Regions from separate parts of the Macaca mulatta genome. Here region 2 is linked to region 1. A link is a contact called in public Hi-C data. All regions are on one chromosome and are shown on one strand. Each heading gives the region's core, a stretch centred on a gene start, on an enhancer-like site or on the middle of the called end of the contact. The rest is flanking DNA. Distances are from core to core; before and after follow the strand shown. Region 1 holds the start of TMEM60 (transmembrane protein 60). Region 2 holds the start of PTPN12 (protein tyrosine phosphatase non-receptor type 12).

Region 1 (4,490 bases), core at 925-3,424:
TTAAGGCCAACTGTCCAGTGCCAGTTTGGGCTCAAAGAAAGTTTACTCTTGGAGGCTTGACTATGCAAGAGTGCCCCTATTGTATACTATACTTGTTTACTCACCACATTTTCATGCTCCACCAGAAAGTGGTCAAAATTAGAACACGAAAACTCTCCACCTCACTAACACCTAACCTAAAACTATCAGATGCATTCAGACAGCTAGTCTGTGTGGGAGGCAGGCTATTTCTGGAGCAAAAAAATTTCCTGGAACCACTTTGTTTCTGGCCCCAGACACGGCTCATTCTCCCCAGACCTCCAGATTCCTCTCCTCTAGGTTATGGAGGTTGAGCCACTGCAACTGATAAGGCATATCCATTTCCTTCTCTTAAAATTTGCAGTCCATACACCATATCCAAGTTAGGATTTCAAATTGTTATACTGTTTTGTGGCTCTTTAGGCTAAAGTGCGCAGTTTCCAGACTCTCAGAATTCCCCTTCCAGTATTAAAAATACGGTGAAAAAAGCCCAGTTTGAAAGAAAACAAACTTTACAAAAATACCTGAAAACAAGATCAAATACTAAGTCTCTAGCCAAAGTCTTGGAGGAAAAAAAATGAAAAAAACGTTTTAAAATGGCAAAAGCTAACCAAAAACTGTAAGATTAAAGTATCACACCTAAAAAGTAGTCTCAAAGCAAGGAGGATATACTATACACAAAGAAAGTAACCGAAAACTACAAAATATTTAATATTCACCATGAATTTCAAAATTACTTGGCATGTAAAGTACGCACTGAGATTAATAAATTGTTCCAGATCCTGCACAGGTTAGTATAAGGCAGTTCCTTGTTTTTGCCACGCTAAAAATAAAAAGGGTGACAGATTAGTGACAGAATGATCCCTGAAGTTACACAAGGAGGTGCTGAGTTAGAAAGCCATGACTCGAAGGACAATACCAGAATGCTGGCTGTCAACACTGGGCAGATAAAAATAAGAAAAACCGAAGCATGCTGTTGGAGCACGGTATTGTTTCCAGACGGGAACTACCCCTTAAGGCCCATGCCTAGCATCTCAGCACCCTCTCCGCCGTGTTGGGATCGGAAAACTCGACTGCCGCCTGCTCAGAGGGGGCAGGGCAGCGACCCTCCTTCCACCTCCGCCAGCGCGCGAGCCGCCGCCCCCCCCCCTCCCCGAGCCCGCTCCTCCGGCCGCTAGCTGACCTCTCCCTGCCCGCCGGGCTAGCCACCCGAGACCCCTGAACGCCCTTCCAGGACCCGACGTCCCCTCAGCACAGCGCTAAGGGAAGGAAGCAAAGGACAGGGGCCTGGGAGCGGGGCCCGAGGGGCGGGTGGCGGTGCTGGGGTTCGGCCCGTCACCATCAAGGCTTGAGGACCGCGCGAGCTCGGGGGGAAGGCGGCTGAGCCTCCGCCACCAGCCGACTGATAGGAGGGGGTCGCGGCTGACTCCGGCCCTCAGGTACGGGAGACTGCCGGGAAAGACGCCGGCGGCGGAGGGCGACGCGCTGGCCCCGGAGCCCCCACCTCCATCCCGACGACCGCTATCCTCCCTCGTCCCGATCCATCCTCGAGATTGTGTCAGAACTCGACGACCTCCACACGGCCCACCCGAGCGCGGAGGTGATGCCGCTCTTACCGTAGGAGCGGGCGCCGCGCCGCTAGGAGGCGGCTGAGGTGCGCGCGGGAGACTCCGAGGCTAGCGCCGCCGCCGACAGAGCCCGAGGAGCCACAACGAGGCTGCCGGCGGGCGCGCTGCCTCCAGAGCGTTGCCCCACCCCCTCTCCCGCAGGATTTTGCGCCGGAGCCTGCAGTCACTGCGCGCGGGCAGGGAGGATGGGAGGAGGGGCGGGGCGTCCCGAGAGGGCGGAGCTGAGCGCCGGCTGCTCTGATTAACATCTGTGGGCCCAATGGGAGCACGGAAACTCCAGGCTGAACTTGGACTGATTTCCCTCCTAACCCGTGACAGTAGAGAGGCGGGACCAATGGGGCTTTTTATTGCCGCCTTTCTGTCCAACCCGAAAGTTAGGAAAGTCGGTTGGTTTACACCGGAGGACAAATGGTCCAATTACCGCGGAAAAGGGACCTCTGAATCCAGATTGGCGTCCTCCCTACCTATAGGATAGGCTCAGGGGCGGTGAGAACCAGCCCCGGATGTGGGCGCGGCACTGAGGTAGGACTGAGAGATCCTATAACGCAGTGTTTTGGGGAGGCGGAACTGAATTTTTTTCTTAATTATCATGTGACGGGTTCTGGATTTAATGGGGGGAAAAGTGCGGAAAAGGACAAGCATCCAAACTGGCGAATTTCCTGATCTTCGCGTCCCTCTCCGCTCTCCGGCCGGTGGCGCTGCCAGGTGAGTCTGGGGCTCTGCCCTAGCCCGCACGGTAGACCGGCGCTGGTCTCCTGATGCTTCCGTGGGCTGTGCGGCCGACCCCCAACCCATCACACAGCCAGCCCCAAACGCGCACACGCCTGCTTGGCTCCAGGGCTTCTGTGCGCATCCAGCAGGAACCGTGGTAAACTCCAACGTGTGCTGGGCCCACAGCCCATAAAAGGGGAGCGTCCGGGTGGGGCGCCGCGAGCCGACTGTCGGTGTTTGCAGAAGGGCAAGTATAGTTTAGGAGCGTCCTGAAGTTCCAGGGGCAAGTAGGCCCCCAGATAAGCTAAGTTGTAAGCAGAACGCTGTTCCTTTGGCAAGGCCGTTGCTGCAAGGCTTTTCAAAAGCGACTCATTATGAAGAATAAATATGTGGACTCATGAAGCAAAATTATCTTTGGGATGAGGCAGGTTCACTTGGTAGAGTACTGGCAGTGGCGAGAGAAGGGAAATGGGGGCTGATACCCACCCGCGGGCGATGTGGGTGGGGCTCTATATATTTCCATAACGGGGTCACTCCGAAGGTTTTAAAAATGAATAAGGAATCATTAACAAATATTTAAGTGTCTTCCTAGTGCAGGAAATAGCCACCTTAAATGGGAAACATTTTAGTTGAGCACATTTTTGGAGTACGCACCTCCCCCTTTCATGTGGAGAGAATAGTAGGAAACATAACGACTGCCCAAATTGATGAAGACGTAAATGTAAAACTGGGATCGTATGTCATCGTTGTAGCTCAGCCTACAAGCGTACAATCCTTCAATCGTCATTTAAGTATCAGCAGTGCTTCCCCACTGAGGGTATTTTCGTGCAAGAACATAACAGAATTTTGTTACATCCCACATTATAAATCTTGTAGGCACGATAAGATTGTTACTTGCATCCTTTCACCTCCAGCCTTAAAGCACCTGTGGTGAGTGCAGCCAAATATAAGAAAAAAATGAAGCTTGTCTTATCCGATGGCAGATGGAACAGTTAGGTTTAAGCAAATGTATAATCGTAAACCGTTTTTCAGAGGTTCACAAAAACGGCCAGATAGATTGGAGATGGGGATTGTGCAATTTACAGGATGAAATCCATCCATGGTTATTAATCAACACACACCCATCCAACCCTGCTTCCAAATTCAGTCCCACATCCCACTATATGGCAGCCTCTGGCCGGGAAAGGAAACCAACACAGAAAAATGCCTCCTTAGGAGCAAAAGTACTGCAGTATGAAGCCTGTGCCAATTAAGTAAACAAGTTTAAGTGCCACTAGATGGGTATAAGGGAAACGAGGTGAGTTAGGAGACTCATACTTAACTGTTGAAATAGAACAGATGTGTCCTCTTGCACCGTGATAGCCATCCACTATTTAAAGTAGTATAGATGTTGCACAGTACATCAAAGTTAGTTCTAAAACATAATTGAGCACGCTAATCTAGGGTATTTGGCTCAATTAGCCAGTTTCTTCACCTTTTCTCTATTATCTTCCTGCATCTTTCCTCCTACCACGCATGCTTTTGTTCCTATGGGTAGCACCTTCTGATCTTTTTCTCTTTCCATCAAGTATCCTCTCTCATCTTCAGGGCCATTCCCCATTGGCTTATTTCTCTGTTTGTAGTCATAAATTCTTCCTTTCCTGAAAATTTCTTCTTTCAGTTTCATATACCCTATCTTTCATTTTCTCTTCTCCAAATGCCTCAAAGGAATAAAGTGTTCTCAATTGTTTCCATTTCTTGATCTTCTGTTAACTGCATATAGTCTGGCTTCTGATTTCCCATTCTACTTATCCTTTTTCCAAATGGTCATAAAGGTTGGTATAAAAAACTTAAGTAGAGGAACATATCATAAACCTATATGTGAAGATTAAATAAAATAAATGCTATCCCTAAGTTTTATGCATTCACAATCAAAATTCTAAGTTTTTAAGAATCAGCTTAGCAATTTTAGCATTGAAAAACTGTAAGGACAAAATAGAAAATATTCTAGAAAAGAAGCCGGCATGATGGCTCACACCTGTAATCTCAACACTTTGGGAGGCTGAGGTGGGTGGATCACTTGAGATCAGGAGTTCGAGATCAGCGTGGCCAACATGGTGAAACCCCAGCTACTTGGGAAACTGAAGTGGGAGG
Region 2 (4,490 bases), core at 630-3,129, 280 kb after region 1:
TTTCAGAGTTAAGTGATTATTCTTGGAGGTGTACCTTACCCAGGATAAAAATTTTCCCTAGCTGATTTCCCCTTCCCAACCCCCGCCAAGACTAAGGAGCAACCACTTCCCAAAGTCCCACTTCCTTTTCCATTCCCCAGACCTACAGGGTTTCCAACGCCCCAGTCTTGCGCAATATCCGTAGGAGCAGCAGCCGCAACCACCGCCTCCTAAGCCGGGAAACAACCCTAGAGGGAACATTGTCCAGCAGAAAAATAAAAGGGGCGGGGGTTGGGGGGGGTGGGTAACATAGGAAGTCGACTTCTGGTCCCACGCCTTCGGATCTGACCCCCTCATAGTGAGCTAGAGCAATAGTGTATCTAGAGCAGTTTCATGAACAAGACTTTTAACCTTCACCTCCTCTCAAGCCTGCTTGCACAAGCAGAGGGCGGAAAGTGGGGGGTGGCGGAGGCGGGGGGGGGCGCTGGGAAGGTTATCTCCCAGTTCAGGGCTTCGGCCCGTAGCGACGCCTCCGCCCCACCAGGACTATTGTTCCCAAGTTCCCCACCCCCACCCCGGATAGGAAGTGATAGTCACATCCCCTTCGCCTTCGGCAATATCCCCTGGGGAGTCCGAAGTCGGTTTCCTTCAGGATAATCCCCCCCACCCACACTTATCCCCTGAACCGGACCCCAAGATCACCTTAAACCTGGGTCTCAAGAGAGGAGAAGCGGGACGCGGGTAAATGGAAATTAGGTAAACCCATGAGATTCCTTATGGACAATCCTTTCCCAAGCGTTGGAGATCATGATTGCGACCCCAGAAACGGCAGAAGTCCTACCTTGCCCGCTTTGAGACCAGCTAAAGCAAAGGGATCCCAGGAGTTAGTGCCAACCTCAATTCCCCCGTTCCTCTGTCAGCCACGATCTGCACTCCTCCCGGTCACAGCCAGATACCCTGCCTCGACCCTCCTGGGAGGAGCGGACTGGGCGGGGAGATGTGGAAACGCGAGCACCCCCCGGCCTGCACCTCACTAGTCTCCGGCTCCCGGCCGGGTAAACAATAGGTGGTCGCGAGCCGCGGTGCAGGCTGCAGGCTCGGCCGCTCGGCCGCTCCCTTCGCGCCCCGGGCGCCCGCGCGGGGGTCGCGAACATGGGAGAAGAAAGGAGGCCACGGCGGGAGGCGCTCTCGATTCCCGCCGGCTTCCAAGACCACCCGGCCCACCGGGCTGGTGCGCGCCCCCTCCGCCCCTTTCCTCACAGAGGTACACAAAGCACTGGCGGCCCGGCCGGGAGAGGCGGCGATGGGCTCCGGCGCCGGCGAGACAAGGCGACAGCGAGGGGAGAGACTCACCATGAAGTCCCGAGCGAAGTTGTCCTCCCCATTGTGGTCAGGACTCTTCATGGCCTGGACCCTCTGGATGAATTTCCTCAGGATCTCCACTTGCTCCATCCTCCCGCGTCCCCCCGGCTGCGGTCGCTGGCCCCCCCGCCGCCCGCCCGCCCGGCGCAGAGCCCGCTCCGTCTTCCCCAGCTCGTTTCCCCAGCACGTCCCTCCCTCCCGACCCCCGCCAAGCCCCGCGGCTCCCTCCTCCTCCCCACTGCCCTAGGCGGCGGCTGCGGCGGCACCGGCTGGGCTCCCGACACCACAACTTCCAGGAGCAGCCGCCGCTCTCCCACAGTACCAGGCGAGCCGCTGCGGCTAGCGCCAACCCCAACCCCCAGCTTGCTCCATCCTCCTTCCCCGCCCTCCTCCTCCGTCGGAGACGCCGCCGCCGCCGCCGCCGCCGCCGCCGCCGCCGCCGCCGCCTCAGGAACACAGCTAGCTCTCCGCTCGCCCTGCCCCCCCTTCCCGGTTCTTCCTCCCCCCCACCCCCCGCCAGCAGCCGCAGCCGCAGCCGCCTCTCCCCACGGGCGCGTCCCCGCCGCCACCCAGATGCGCGGCCTCGCGCTGCGGCTCCGCCCCAAGCGCCGCGCCTGCTGATCCATCCCCGCCCGCCTCCCGGCCACGCCCCCAAGCCCGCCCTGCCGGCCCCAGGCCCGCTTGGAGTGGCTGGAAGGCACTTCAGCGGGCGGCCTGGAGACCTGACTCCACTTCCGGGGCGTGGCCCCGTTCAGGGATCTTAGAGGTCGGAGTAGCGTCGGGAGGAGAGTTGGTTCCTCCGAAGGAGGGAATGCGACTCAGAGCGGGGCAAGCAGTAGTGTATCAGAGTAGGATTCTGCTGGAATTTGCGGTCTCACCGCCTACTAGGGAAGAGAAGCAGTTTTCAGGAGTCCCGCACCGCCGCCAGCCGTGGACTGGGCCTACAAGTCACGGCCTGTGGAGTCCAGGAGTGGGGGCGGGCGAGGGCTGGCTGGAGGCAGGCTGGGAACTGTAGTAGTGTCACCGCCACGTTCGCGGCAGGTAGATGCTCATTTTGGTAACGGATTGGTGAGAGTGGATAGCAATTAGGCTTCGGCACCTTGGAGTGTGGCTCAGCTAAGGGAAGTGAAACGCTTCCTGGGTGAGAGGACTTTTATTATTTGCGCATCCTCTTAAACCTGGCGAGTGAGCGCCTGAGGTTCGGAGTGCCTTCTTCCCGGATGACGCGGGTGTGGGATCTTCGTGTTTGCCGAACTGAAGGAAATTTGCCTTCCTGCCTTGAGGTTCGCAGCAGTTCATAACTGAATAAGAGACTTCCCTCAGTAGAATGGACTTTATTTATAAATCTATTAAATCTTTTTTTTTTTTTCCCCAGAGCTAAGGTCTTGCTCTATCGCCCATAGTGCAGTGCTATGATCACGGCTCGCTGCAGCCTTGAACTCCTGGGCTCAAGGGATCCTCCTACCTCAGTACATCACCAAGCCCAGCTAATACATTTTTAAAATTTATTATTTATTTGTTTAGTTTTGGTAGAGAAGGGGTCTCACTAGGTTGCCCAGGCTGATCTCAAATTTCTGTGCACTGGGGATCCTCACCCCCTCAACTTCCGAAAGCGTTGGGATTCTAGGCGTGAGCCACCGTGCCTGGCCTATAAATCTTTATTCATCTTTGTAAACTTCTATCAGAGAATTTATTCTGGTCTAACTCATCATTTTACAAATAAAGCGACTTCCTGACATCCCCCAGAGTATTCTTAGCAGAGCCGTAACTAGAACACAAGTTATTTTACTTTCACAACAGTGGCCTCTCACAATGTGACAGAACTGAAGGATTTGATCCGTGAACTGAATTTCATCATTTATACCCACAAACGTTTTTGTACAGAGCAGGGAATTTGGTTATAATAGGAAATATCAGTGGTAGAATACTTTATTAGATGAAAGTTAGGAGCACTATGGAATTTAGTGAAAAACTCATAGAAGAAAACAGGTGTAGGCCGGGCGTGGTGGCTCATGCCTGTAATTCCATCACTTTGGGAGGCCGAGATGGGAAGATCACCAGGAGGCGGAGGTTGCAGTGTGCCGTGATCACACCACTGCACACCAACCTGGGCGACGAGACTGAGGCCCTGTCTCATAAAAAAAGAAAAAGAAAGAAAATAGGTGTAACAGGATACAGTTTATTTACTTCTTCAAAAAAAGGAAAATATTTCTCTTAAAATAATCCAACTAATATATCCACCCCAGAAATAGGCACGTCAGACCGGGTGCAGTGGCTCACGCCTGTAATCCTAGCACTTTGGGAGGCCGAGGTGGGCGGATCACTTGAGGTCAGGAGCTCCAGACCAACCTGGCGGATATGGTGAAACTCTGTCTCTACTAAAAATACAAAGCCGGGTGTGGTGATGCACGCCTGCAGTCCTAGGTACTCCAGAGGCTGAGGCAGGAGAATCGCTTGAACCTGGGAGGTGGAGGTTGCAGTGAGCCGAGATCGTGCCACCACACTGCAGCCTGGGTGAAAGAGCGAGACTCCGTCTCGGGGAGGGAGGAGGGGAAAGCCAGGCGCGATGGCTCATGCCTGTAATCCCAACACTGGGAGGCCGAGGTGGGAGGATCACCTGAGGTCAAGAGTTCGAGACCAGCCTGGCCAACATGCTGAAACCCCGTTTTTACTAAAAATACAAAAAAATTAGCCGGGCGTGGTGACGCATGCCTGTAATCCCAGCTAGTCAGGAGGCTGAGGCAGGAGAATCGCTTGAACCCGGGAGGGGGAGGTTGCATTGAACGAGATCGCACCATTGCACTCCAGCCTGGGCAACAAGATCGAAACTCCGTCTCCAAAAAAAAAAAAAAAGAAAAGAAAAGAAAAAAAATGCACTTCAAGTTATGCCCTTCCAAATTTTTTCCTATGCATTTATATACGTGTGTGCATGCAAAGAGATACAGTTGTGCTCTGTATTTCAAAAATTCACTTAGAGGAATAATTTAATTTCTAAGGTAAACTTTATTTGATAAAAGGGCCTGCAGTATTTTACTTTAACCAGTTACTGAGACTCAGTTTCACCAGATGTGAGGAAATGCCAGAATCACGGCTTGATCATGCTCACTGTAAATGGCCCTTTCCCCCTCAGAAATGGGAGAGAAATTCGA

What was found. A called contact is a pair of places that touch in the nucleus more often than the background predicts.
Region 2: a Hi-C map of fetal cortex germinal zone shows a contact between it and region 1, with 2.7 times the contacts expected there. The contact joins the promoter of PTPN12 here to the promoter of TMEM60 in region 1. A contact is called at or near these places in 2 of 14 Hi-C or Micro-C datasets (fetal cortex germinal zone and fetal cortical plate).

Annotation. Positions count from the first base shown.
Region 1 is chr3:141,721,925-141,726,414 of T2T-MMU8v2.0, forward strand. It overlaps TMEM60 (transmembrane protein 60), which reads left to right and starts at 2,175. Exons shown (of 2, transcript NM_001193703.1): 1 at 2,175-2,351. It also overlaps a transcript of PHTF2 not described here.
Region 2 is chr3:141,998,744-142,003,233 of T2T-MMU8v2.0, forward strand. PTPN12 (protein tyrosine phosphatase non-receptor type 12) reads right to left here and starts at 1,880. Exons shown (of 18, transcript XM_015134192.3): 1 at 1,333-1,880. The coding sequence starts at 1,431.